Linked DNA regions of Mus musculus: region 2 is linked to region 1. The links are chromatin contacts, called in public Micro-C maps. All regions are on one chromosome and are shown on one strand. Each heading gives the region's core, a stretch centred on a gene start, on an enhancer-like site or on the middle of the called end of the contact. The rest is flanking DNA. Distances are from core to core; before and after follow the strand shown.

What was found. Hi-C and Micro-C count contacts between places; a contact is called where the count stands out from the background.
Region 2: a Micro-C map of embryonic stem cells shows a contact between it and region 1, with 2.6 times the contacts expected there. The contact joins two enhancer-like sites. A contact is called at or near these places in 2 of 484 Hi-C or Micro-C datasets (both in embryonic stem cells), 7 of 115 datasets of contacts at active chromatin or transcription factors (embryonic stem cells, extraembryonic endoderm stem cells, pancreatic cancer cells and 1 more) and 1 of 9 other capture datasets (embryonic stem cells).

Annotation. Positions count from the first base shown.
Region 1 is chr1:135,192,852-135,198,825 of GRCm38.p6, reverse strand. The region is part of intron 1 of Gm41955 (a long non-coding RNA gene); the gene reads left to right. Among named protein-coding and RNA genes, the nearest start is that of Gm41955, 6.2 kb to the left of the region's middle. Within about 2 kb of position 2,710, at least 27 of the 459 cell types and tissues checked have an H3K27ac peak or open chromatin away from gene starts, as enhancers often do. A contact at or near this core is called in embryonic stem cells, where this site is marked.
Region 2 is chr1:135,672,654-135,678,627 of GRCm38.p6, reverse strand. It overlaps a transcript of Nav1 not described here. Among named protein-coding and RNA genes, the nearest start is that of Gm32835, 12 kb to the left of the region's middle. Within about 2 kb of position 3,002, at least 57 of the 459 cell types and tissues checked have an H3K27ac peak or open chromatin away from gene starts, as enhancers often do. A contact at or near this core is called in embryonic stem cells, where this site is marked.

The DNA of each region.
Region 1 (5,974 bases), core at 1,461-3,960:
AGAGAATCTGGACTAATAAAGAAGGATGCTCGGTGGGGAGATAGCCACAGCTGTATTTGGACCAGCAGCCTGCTTGGCGCTGTCTTTGCCCATCTGCAGCTGCTGTACAACTTACCTGGATATAACCACACAACACCCTCAGACTTTGCCAAGCAAATCAGCCTATTGCAGCGGCAAGAGCTTTGCTGTCCTTCCCTGAGCAAGGGAGAGGCCTGTGGATTGGTGGCACTTGTACCCAAGCTTGCTACACCCTGAGTGCATTTGTTAGTTAAATCAATGCTTTCTTTCTTCACTCTGCGACTGCAGGCATTGACTAGGAGGAGGCTTGAGGGTGGCCGGAGGCTTCTTCCCTGACAGAGGCAGTTGTGAGCCAGGGAGTCTGGTTTGACCCTGGGGGAGTCAGGAGAACCAAGGCTGGGCTTGGGAACTTACTAAAGTTGCCCCTGCAGAAACCAAAACAGCTTATGTGATGGGGAGATTAAAAAAAAAAAAAAAAAAAAAAAAAAACCAAAACACTGTTGAACGTCAGCTTCACATATATTTACTATCAACTCAGTGATAGTATCTAGCCCAGCTTAGTACTCATCTTGAAGGGAGATAGCCACCTCCGTAGTATTGGCAACTGGGAGTTTAGGTTGAAGATATTTTAGGGGTGGCATCTGTAATCTTAATATCCGGGAGGCTAAGTCAGGGGGATGGTAAATCAAGGCTGGGTTACATAGTGGGGCCTTGTTTCTAAATTTAAGTAAATAAATAATAAATTGACTAACAAAATGAATAAACATGGCTCCAGGGCTGGAACTGTGCCTTTGTTGGTAGAGAGCAAGCCTAGCAAGCGCAAAGCCTTGGGTACCATCCTTCGCAGGACTAAGACTAGAGTGCTGCTGTAGCTCTGGGACGTGAAGGTAGGAGTATCAGTTCAAGTCCATGCTCAGCTACGCAGAGCTTGAAGTCAGTGTAGGGCAGATGGACTCTCAGAAACAAAGAAATAGAAGCTGATGGGATGGCCCAGTGGTTAAGAGCATTTGTTGTTCTTGCAGAGGACTCGATGTAGTTCCCGGCACCTACACTGGGCAGCTCATAAATCTAGTTCCAGAGGATTCTACCCTTCTTCTGGCCTCAGAGGGCACCTGCACATGCATGTAGGCATACATGCTATGCATATACGTTTTTTGTTTTTGTTTTTGTTTTTTTTGTTTTTTGAGACAGGGTTTCTCTGTGTAGCCCTGGCTGTCCTGGAACTCACTCTGTAGACCAGGCTGGCCTCGAACTCAGAAATCTGCCTGCCTCTGCCTCCCGAGTGCTGGGATTAAAGGCGTGCGCCACCGCGCCCAGCACATATAAGTATTTTTTAATTAAAAATAAGGAAGAATAATTAAGGGTTGGGGCTCAGTAGTAGAGAATTTGTCTAATATGCATGAAGACTTAAATTCTTAGTCTAGGGGAAAAGTCACATGCAAAAAATAAATAAATATAAAAAGGCCTTTCATTGAGAGGGAGGGAGGGGGCTTTGAAGAATGAGACCAGGTATAAATCACTAAGTAACAGATCAAAACACCAGTGATTCCCGCCTTGCCTTTAATCTCAGCCCTCAGGAGGCAGAGGCAAGAGGGTAGATCTCTCACTTCAAGTCCAGCCTGGTCTACAGAGTGAATTCCAGGACAGCCACGTCCTCACTGAGAAACCTTATCTCAAAAAACAAGACAAACCAAAACCAAAACCAAAACTGCCAGAGATTCAATAACTGGTAGGAAAAGCCAGGCCTAGGGTACATGCTTTTAAGCCCAGCATTCATTTGAGAGGGGAGAGTCAGGGAGACCTCAGAGAGTTTGAGGCCAGCCAGATCTACATAATGAGTTCCAAGCCAGCTACAGCTACATAGTAAGACCTGGATGCCTCCATTGACGATTGGTCTTTGGAGAAGTTCCTCAGATAAAATAGAGTTCTTTAGCTGGACAGAAGCTATGGCCATGCTAGCGTAGGAGATGAAGATCAAGTCATGTAAATGGGGGCTGGTGAGATGGCTCAGCAGTTAGGAACCCTTGTCATTCTTGCTGAGGACTTGGTCAGTCCCCGGTATCCACCCGGTTGCAGCTTAGAACTATACACAGGCACATACACATGCAGCCAAAACGCTCACACACATAAAATAAGCAAATCTTAAAAGAATTAAAAACAAATAAATAAGCTCATGCAAATAGCCCTAGACTGTGGGTCTGATCTGTAGACTATGAGAGATGTTTGGTACAAGAATGTAGAAGTCATGACTCCTTTGGGGGTTGAACAACCCTTTCCCAAGAGTCGCCTAAGACCTGGGACAACACAGATTTACATTATAATTCATAACAGTAGCAAAATTAGTTATGAAATAGCAACAAAAATAAGCTTATGGTTGGGCTCACCACAACATGAGGAACTGTATTAAAGGGCCCCAGCATTAGGAAGGCTGAGAGCCACTGCTCTAGAGGCAATGGGGCTCACGCTGGAGTGTGTCACAGGTCTCTGGGTCTGTAGGACAGTTGAGCAGACCTCATGATGAAGAAGGAGAAGCTTTGGAGTTGGGGACGAGAGGGAGGGGACCTCCAGCTGACCCCAGGGAGAAGGCTCATGGGCTGGAAAACAGGATCGCAGGTGCCAAACAGGTCCTTGCGCATGGAAACAGGCTTTGTTGACTTTGGCAGCCCCACCCTCAGCCTCCTCCTGCCCCATGAGGGCCTGAAACTGACACTGGGCCATTCTGGGGGGTTGGAGATGTTCCCAGTCCAGTCCTGTTCAGGCCAGCTGCAGCAGGCTGCTTGCGCTCCTGGCTTGCAAGAGGGCTTAAGAGGCACAAGGGGCTGGTACCCAGGCCCCGCAGGTGAAGGCCAGGGCTGGGGGACATTAAGACTGAAGGATTGGTCTCTTTTTCTCAGACTGTAAGCCCAGCTGAAGGAGATGACTGTTATAAGGACTGCTCCAGGGTGTCCCCTCAGGGGCCTGACATCCAGATAAGTGCTAATTAACCACCACAACAAATCGGCAGTTAAAGAAACAGATGTCCACAACCAGACTGACCGGGAAGGGACAAAGTGGCAGGGCCAGCTCTGCTGTACCACTTGGCAGCAGCCTCTTGGGTTGAGCGGGCATCTCATTCATCTGCCCGCATCAAGGGAGAAACTCAGGTCTCTCCTGACTTGACTGAAGGATTAGGTGGAAGCCATCACTGGGAAGGAGGGGATGAGAGATAAGGAAAAAAAAGCAGTCAATGGAGAAAGATAGGCACGAAAGGGAATAGAGCCTTTAATCCCAGCACTTGGGAGGCAGAGGCAGGCAGATTTCTGAGTTCGAGGCCAGCCTGGTCTACAGAGTGAGTTCCAGGATATCCAGGGCTGCACAGAGAAACCCTGTCTGGAAAAACCAAAATCAAAAAAAAAAAAAAAAGGGAATAGAGAACTGTGTGTGCTCACGTGTGTACATGTACACATATGAAATGTGTGTATTACTTGTGTATATACATTATTGTTATTGTTGTTGTTATAATTTTGAAACAAGGTCTCACCATGTAACCCTGGCTAGCTGTGTAGACCAGTCTGGCTCCAACTCTTAGAGATCCAACTGCTTCTGCCTCTGCAGTGATGGTGTTCAAGACAAATACCACTTCATCTGGCCTTAAAAAATTTTAAACAGTTTTTAAATTCACTTTGTAGACCAGGCTGGCCTCGAACTCAGAAATCCGCCTGCCTTTGCTTCCCGAGTGCTGGGATTAAAGAGGCGTGCGCCACCACGCCCGGCTTTTTTTTTTTTTTTTGTTTTGTTTTGTTTTGTTTTGTTTTGTTTTGTTTTTTGAGACAGGGTTTCTCTGTATAGCCCAGGCTGTCCTGGAACTCACTTTGTAGACTAGGCTGGCCTCGAAATCAGAAATCCACTTGCCTCTGCCTCCCAGGTGCTGGGATTAAAGGCATGTGCCACCACGCCCGGCTTTAAACGTTTTTGATAAATTATTTCATGTAGCAAGCCGGCCTGCCGCTTACAAGGACTGGGTACACCTGGGAGGCAGGCTGGGGCTGAAAGATCCAGAGAAATAATGGAGCCAAGATGATTCCCTGTTCAAGGCTCAATGTTTACTAGCAGTCTGTGCTTATAAAGGGGGGAAGCCCATCCCCTGCCATGCCAGGCTTCTTGATGTTTTGTTGCCACATTGTTAGCACTAGTCCGCCAGAGCCGTTAGCAGTAAGTCGCCAGTTCCACTCTTGGTGCCTGGAGTCATTCCAGGCTGCCAGGCTGGCAGTTTATTCAGGAATCTCTCAGGAAGACAGGTTCAGACTCTTGGCAGGTGGCAGAATCTCAGGGCAGTTGTCACTTCAAAAGAAGCCAGCCAAGTCAGAAAGCTGCACCGCAGGTGGGCCCACCTCAGTAACAAGGTTTGTACCAGCCCGCTTCAGGCTGGGGGAGGCTACAGTTTCACTTATCCCAGGCTGGCCTTGAACCTCTGATCCTCCTGCCTCTACCTCCCCAGTACTGGAATGGCGCTGAGATTACAGGCCTGAGCCACCCTGCCCAGTCTTGTGTGGTTTTGGAAACAGAAGCCAGAGCTCGATCGACTGAGCTACACCCAGAGTCCAACACTGAACAAATGTATTTACTGTTTGCCCAGCTGGCCTTAAATGTGTGATCTTCCTGCCTCAGTCTTCCAAGTGTTTTGATTTCAGGTGTGTACCTCAGAACCCAGCTCCAGTGTTCTACACTTTGTTACATCCCTTTTCAGAGAGCTCTCAGAAAGGTAGAAAGGTGATCTAAGAAGACCATCATGAAGGATGGAGAGGTGGGGTAGCACAGAATTCCAGGAATACGCTTTCTGGGCAAGGCAAAAGGACCAGCAATAGGAGAGTAGGAGGGAAGAGCAGGAGAAGTGCCACACACAGGCCATAGCCGACCTTGGTTCTTGTGGGCAAGCACCCTTCAGCTTATCACCCTGGTGCTGGCCAGTTCAGGGCTTCCTGTTCCATTTCTGCTGGCCATGTAGTCAGTGTTCCAGCTTACAGTTATCCCTACAGGCAGGGAGTTCAGTGGGCCAAAACCTTAGGACTACCCTCAGCAACTGGACTCCAGCAGTCTTTGCTTCCTGTCTTTGAGATAGATGCCTCTATTTTCTGCGCCCTAATTTGAGGGAAGTTGAGCACTCAGGGAGCTGTAAGCCCAGAGTAAGTTGCAGAGGCTGCGAGGGTGAAGGAGAAGCTGGAGGACTTGGGCTGTAACCTGAGGTTTCTCAACCCAGGTCCTGACTTTATTATCTCTGCATCAAAGTCTCCCTGCCCATCCTGTAGGAGATCTAATTACAATAACAGTAAACCAGTAACAGCTGCTATTTACTGAAAGCATTCCTTGGGCCATACATACCTCCAGATAAGTGCACTTATTTTAATTTACATCTAAAATAGCAAGAAAGACAATTCTTATGTTCTTTTGATTTTTTAATGTGGTTTTGTTTTGTTTTGTTTTGTTTTTTTGGTTTTTCGAGACAGGGTTTCTCTGTGTAGCCCTGGCTGTCCTGGAACTCACTTTGTAGACCAGGCTGGCCTCGAACTCAGAGATCTGCCTGCCTCTGCCTCCCAAGTGCTGGGATTAAAGGCGTGTGCCACCACTGCCCGGCTGTGGTTTTGATTTTTAAAATTTTTGTTTCTTGAGACAGGGTAGCTCTGGCTGTCCTGGAATTCCCCCTGCAGACCAAGCTGACCTCAAATTCAGAGATCTGCCTGCCTCTACCTCCTGAGTATTAGGCTTAAGGTGTACTCCACACCTGGATGTTTCAATTTTTTTGAGGCAGGGTCTCTCAAGACTCAGTCTAACATTAGTCGGTCTGAACTTGCTGTGGAGCTGAGGATAACCTTGAATTATTGATCATCCTGAGGCCATCTCCCAAACGCTGAGGTTTTATAGATAATGCATTTGTGTGCATGGTATGTGTGTGTATGTGTGCATGTTCACATGTGTATGA
Region 2 (5,974 bases), core at 1,753-4,252, 480 kb before region 1:
AACTCATTAAAATCTCTTTGCTAAAATGCTTAGCTAGTTTAGGGCAAATAAATGGGCCACTCCCATTTTACAGATCTATGCTGTCCAGCCTTGTGGTTACTCCCAGTCCCCTTTTAAATGCCATCACAAACACACCACACCACACCACACCACACCACACCACACCACACCACACCACACCACACCACACCACACCGGAGGCATTTCCCCTCCTTCTTGCCTTTAGAGAAATCAGAGGCTGCTAGAGAAATCTAGACAGTGAGCACGTGGCTGGGTGGCCTTGGGACGTGGATGAGGACTGCCACGGAGTTGGCTGCAGACACTGTGGCCTCTCTGCACCCACACCCAAGCCTACACAAAGGCCTCCGTTTTGGGGGGTGATGGGCAGGGGATGGCCTGAGGTCTGTGAAGCCAGAGCAGGGCTGAGAAAAATGGACAGCACATAGTAGGGGCTCGGAAAACATTTACAGATTGGTTACTCAGGGATCAAAGTCACCTTTAAACTCAACTGAGGCTGGAGGGGGGGGGCGGGCAGGGCGGGGCGGGAATGCCTATCTATCCCCCTTATCAGCCCCCCCCCCCCCAGTACCCTGGATCCAGACTTTCCTGGCTGTCTTGGTGGCCACCTCTTGCTTCCTCTGCCTCTCTTTGATGTTGGGCCTCTGAAGTGTGATTTTAGAGAAAACTCACAGGCCTGACTTGGGATCCTGTAATTTCCCCAACCTTCAGTTTTCTTATCCAGAAGACAATGGTGGCATTAGCTGATCTTCAGAATTGTGGTGCTCTAGGGAGGAGCTGGTGCTCTGGTGTGGTGCTCCAGGGAGGAGCTGGTGCTCTGGTGTGGTGCTCCAGGGAGGAGCTGGTGCTCTGGTACAAAGTGAATGTTGCTTATGACCGTTGGCCCTGACCCATGTTCAGGGACCCATGTTTCTATACTTACTAACAATTGGCCCACAGAGGGTCTGTGTCAGACAGGAAAGTGACTGAACGAAGTCACTGTTGCATCAAACATGCAGCCCCAGCACTGCAGATTACTCTTTTGGGAGGATTTATTCCCAATAGGGTATTTATACACCAGACATGTGGTGGGACAATGTTACCTTGTCATGGGATCAGAGAGGTATGTCCTGTGCCAGCTCTGAGATATATAATCCCACTGAGTCCACTGGGCCCCAGACTGCAGTGTGTGTGTGTGTGTGTGTGTGTGTGTGTGTGTGTGTGTGTGTGTGTGTAATGAGTGTGACCCGACTGCAGTGTGTGTGTGTGTGTGTGTGTGTGTGTGTGTGTGTAATGAGTGTGACCCGAGGTTTTGTTTGGCAAGACTGACCCATTATCTGGTCTAGTCTGTGTCTCAGAGTATTACAAATAGCACTGGCTTCAGAAGGAGGGATCGCAGATGTAACTGAGGCAAAAAATATGGAAAGGTGGGAGGTTTGAATTGGCTTGTGGGTTAAAAGGCAGATGGGTCCATCTCCATGACAATGGGACATCCGGGAGCTCTCTGCCTAGTTGCCTCTGAGGCAGAGCTCTGCCTTACAAAGCTGGAAAGAGCCAGGCTCCGTGGTCCTAGGGCTGAGGTTGCTGCTCTGTTTTCTTCCACCTGCATCTTTGTACTAAGCCTGGACAGGGTCCTAAATAGGCCTGGCGAGATTCAGAGAAGGAAATAGGATCCCGCAGTCCCCTGCAGTCTTCTGAAAATCTAGACTTCCTTACAAATAAAAAGGAAATGCCCTCTTTCTTTTTTGTTGTATATGATTTTCATTTAAATCAAAATAAAATTTACCAACAGTCATGTGAACAGATCGTAAGTGTCTGGTTTGATGTGTTTTTGACGACACAGAACTGTTCCAAGAGCCTATCCCCCGTCCCCGTCCTTTTCATCAGTAGATAACCCCCACAGCTGTGTCACAGAGCTGATGTGTATCGCCATAAATTAGTTTTGTCTATAATGAATTCTATAAGAACGAATAGTGGAATGTGTTCTAGTTTGAGTCTGATGTTTTAGCCGAGCATAAATTACTTACAGGTAAAAGAAATTTTTTGGTTCTGCCAAGTTTGATAGACACATCCTCCTTGAGCTGTAGGATTTGGTTTGTGTTGTGTTGTTTGTGTTGTTTCTGCACAGTCTCACAGTGTGATCCAGCCTCGGCTCAGACTTGTAGCAATCCTCCTGCTTATCTCCGTGCATTCTGGGATTGCTGACATAATCGAACACACTCAGCCCTTTGCGTCTTTTCGTTTCTGATATGAAAGGACCACAGCTTATAAGCTGTGGTCCTTAATTACACCACCGGGCAACTGTGATACCCATCGGGGTTCCGAGGGCTCGGATACACCAGTAGGGAGATGAGCATGGTCTTTGTACTTGGGAGGGTAAAGTCAGGTAATCACAACTTCCAGGCAAACCTGGGCTCCACTGTCAGTCTGAGGCCAGCCTGGGCAACTCAGTGCAACCCAACCCAGGGAGGGTGAAAGGAGAGAAGAGTAAAAGCAATTGTGGCAACCCTTAGAGGAGTCCTAGACGTGTCCTTGTTGACTTTGTTTCTAGACCATCTTTGGTTCCTATGGTGACCTTCCATTCTGTTCTAGACTGCAGCCACCTCCACCCTGTGCAGTGCAGACTCTTCCTCGGTAGAGGGTGGTGTGCTCTCTCCAAGTTCACTGGTCTGTATTGAACTGGTGTGTGTCAACAGGCAGGTGTGTCTGTCCCTGCCTGTGAAAGACAAAGGGGCCTGAGCAGAACAGGGTCCTGTTGGTGACGGAGAGGGTGGAGACCCCGAGGGGGGCAGCCGGCTAACAGGGGTATTGTCCCAGGCGGGGGTGGGATTGGGGGTTGTGTGTGACTGTGCACGGTTGGGAACCCAGCACTCAGCATGAGTCTGATTCACAGGGAGCGTTGATAAAGCAATGTTGATGACTAATGGTCTGGAAAAGGGGAGCTGGGGCAACAAACCCACTGCCACACTCCAGCTATGGAAGGTCTGAGCTTAGCCCCGCTGGGAGAGGAAGGACAGATAAGGTTTCACAAAGGAACACCCAGCAGGGTGGAGCGATTGCGGTCTGTGGGAGATACACAATGGCTGGAGAGCCAAGAGCAGGAGCAGTATTTTTAGAGGATCACTGGCCTAGGAGTGGAACCCTCTGTACCCCTTGGTGCAGCTCATGTAAGCTTCTTTCCTCTTAGAGACCTCCTCCCTCAAGCCGGTGTCATATCAGGTGTCCTGTGGCCGCTGTAACAAACTGGGTGGCAGAAGCTCATCAGTATATGGTGATGCCTGTAATCCCAACATGCAGAGGCTGAGGCAGGAGGATAGAGTTGGAGGCTAACCTGGACTACACAGAAAAGCCCCGTCTCATCGGGGCTAGAAAGAGGGATGGCTCAGTGGTTAAGAACTTTGGCTTTGCTTACTAAGGACCCGAGTTTGGTTCCCAGCACCCACTTGTAACTCTAGTCTCAGAGAATCCAATGTGTTCCTCTGGCCCCCAGGCAGGCAGATGGTATACATACATACATACATACATACATACTACATACATACTACATACATACATACATACATACATGCAGAAAAACAGCCATACACATAAAATAACTGAATAGTTTTGATTTTTTTAAACTCTTTTATTTACATGTATGTCTCTCCAATCCCAACAAGTAAATCTAAAAAGAAAAAGCTAGTTTCGGTAGTGCGTTCTTTAATCCCAGCAGAGGCAGGTCTACATAGAGAGTTCCAAGCCAGCCAGAGTCACGTGGTGAGACACTGCCTCAAACACAAACAAACAAGCTATTTTGTATAGTGTCTCAGAAAACTGAACAAACAACAAGATTCCTCCAAGAAGTTCATTTGTTTACGGTTTTAGCAACTGAAAGTCTAAAATCAAGATAACAGTAGGGCAAGGGCTGGAGGGCTAGCTCAGTGTTGAGACCACTGGCTATTCTTTCAGAGAACCCATATTCAATTTTCAGAACCTACATGATGGCTCACAACTGTCTGTACCTCCTGTTCCAGGGGATTCAACATCCTCCTCTGGCCTTTGTGGGCACTGGGCATCAACATGGTACACAGACATGCATGCAGGCAAAACACCCATACACATACAATGACAAATAAGTCCTTAAAAAACAGTAGTGTCACATTCATACCATGAAACCCACAGCGAAGAGTCCCTCTTGCCTCTTCTCACTGCCAGTGTTTGCCAGCACTTGGCCTCCCTTGGTCTGCAGATCCATCAATCCAGACTTCCTCTCCATCACTATGGTCCATCACTATGGAGACCACATGGTTTTCCTGTGGCCCTCTCATATTGTCTGATTGCTGTGTGTGTCTGTGTCCAAATGGCCCTCTTGTTAGTACAGAGGTCATATCGGGTGAGAGACCCACTTCCTACCTCGACCAGACGTCATTTTAACCAATTATATCTGCCATGACCCTACTCCAAATAAAACCATCTTCTGAGAAAAATTGGAATTCAACTGTCTTTACTGGTGACACCTTCAGTCCACCCGAAGATGCCACCACAGCTGGAGTACTCCTTTGTAGGTGTGATGTGTTAGGCAAGTGTCAAGGGATTTTTAGCCTGGGTTATGACTGATCTGTCCCTTGGGACAGAATTCATATAAATCTCTCTGAGTCTCTTTCTTACAAAACGGACCTCAGGTTCTCCCCACAAGTAGAGCCTGTGGCTCTGCCTCTGAAGTTAGGGCTCCAGGGCACTGGGAGAGTTGTGGGGCCCTTGCACATACAGACATCATCAAAGAAACCCAGGTTGGAACCCAAGAGACACTTCAACTCTGATACTCATCTGCGATCTCAGGTTTCTCGTCCTGATGTCAAGGATCACGGAAAGCCAGTGTCCTCCACCGCAGTCCCTGTGCGGTGGCCCCTTCCTCAGTGAGGTCTACAAGGAGGGAGCCACACTATAAATAGCACCCCACATCCAAAGTCCTTCTTCCTGTGCAGGAAGCACCGAGGTCTAAAGGAAGGAAAAACGTGTTTCCGGAAGAGAGGCCAGGAAAAAGAAAAGCCAAGCGGGGGCGGACCCAGCTGAGTTCCGGGTGCTGGATGAGAGATGCAATGAGGCCGGTTCAGCAGGTGTATGCTAGGGTTTGATGCCAGCTTCTGGTGTTGGCATGTGACCCTGCCTGGGGCCTGCCGTTCAAGGACCTCCTGAGAATGGAAAGAGACCCGTGTGAAAACTTGAGGCTGGAGACTTAGGAGGTCAGGGCCAAGAGAGATTTGTTAATGCTGGGTCCGTTCGTCTGCTCACTGAATATTTCTCATTTTGCGATGAGGTAGATGTTCATAGAGAGCAAGGTGAGGTGCTTTTTGTAAGAATGGTTGGGAAAAAGCCAATGATCACGGGTGTTAAGCACAGCAGAGGCAACTCAGGGTCCTGGGAGATGGGAAAAGGCAACAGCAGGAGAGGCAGGAAAGATCCTGGGAGATAAAGATGGCTCCTCCTGGCCTCTTAGGAATTCAGTCAAGCCCAGGGAACGAGGCTGGAGGCTTCCAAGTGGGGAGGGAGGTGTGGGGATGAGAAGGTGGAGCGGCTGAGCAGTATCTACCCGCTCTCCTTTCTCCTGGCTCTCAGGTGCCCACCCCGAACTGTAACTGGGTCTACAGAGCAGTCCTTATCCCTCCAGAGACCCCTGATGGACCTCAGGGGCCTTTGCCCCTGCCTAGCTAGAGGAGAGGACACCCTCCATTGCCTGTGTAGACAACATGGGAATGGGGTGACCACACTCCAAGGCCAGGCCAAGCATCAAGAAGCCCCGGAAAAGCATCTATCTTCTCGGAAGAGCCAGAGGCCTGGTGGACAGCTCTGTGGTGGCAATTATCACCATGAGAGCTCAGGGCTGTGGGCTCCTTTCTAGTGCAGAGGGCATCAGAGTCACCCAGTGACTCTCAGCTCCTACTCCTGGCTCTCCAGCCCTCTGTGATGCTGCCAGACCGCAGGCCCCCTTAGTGGCCGA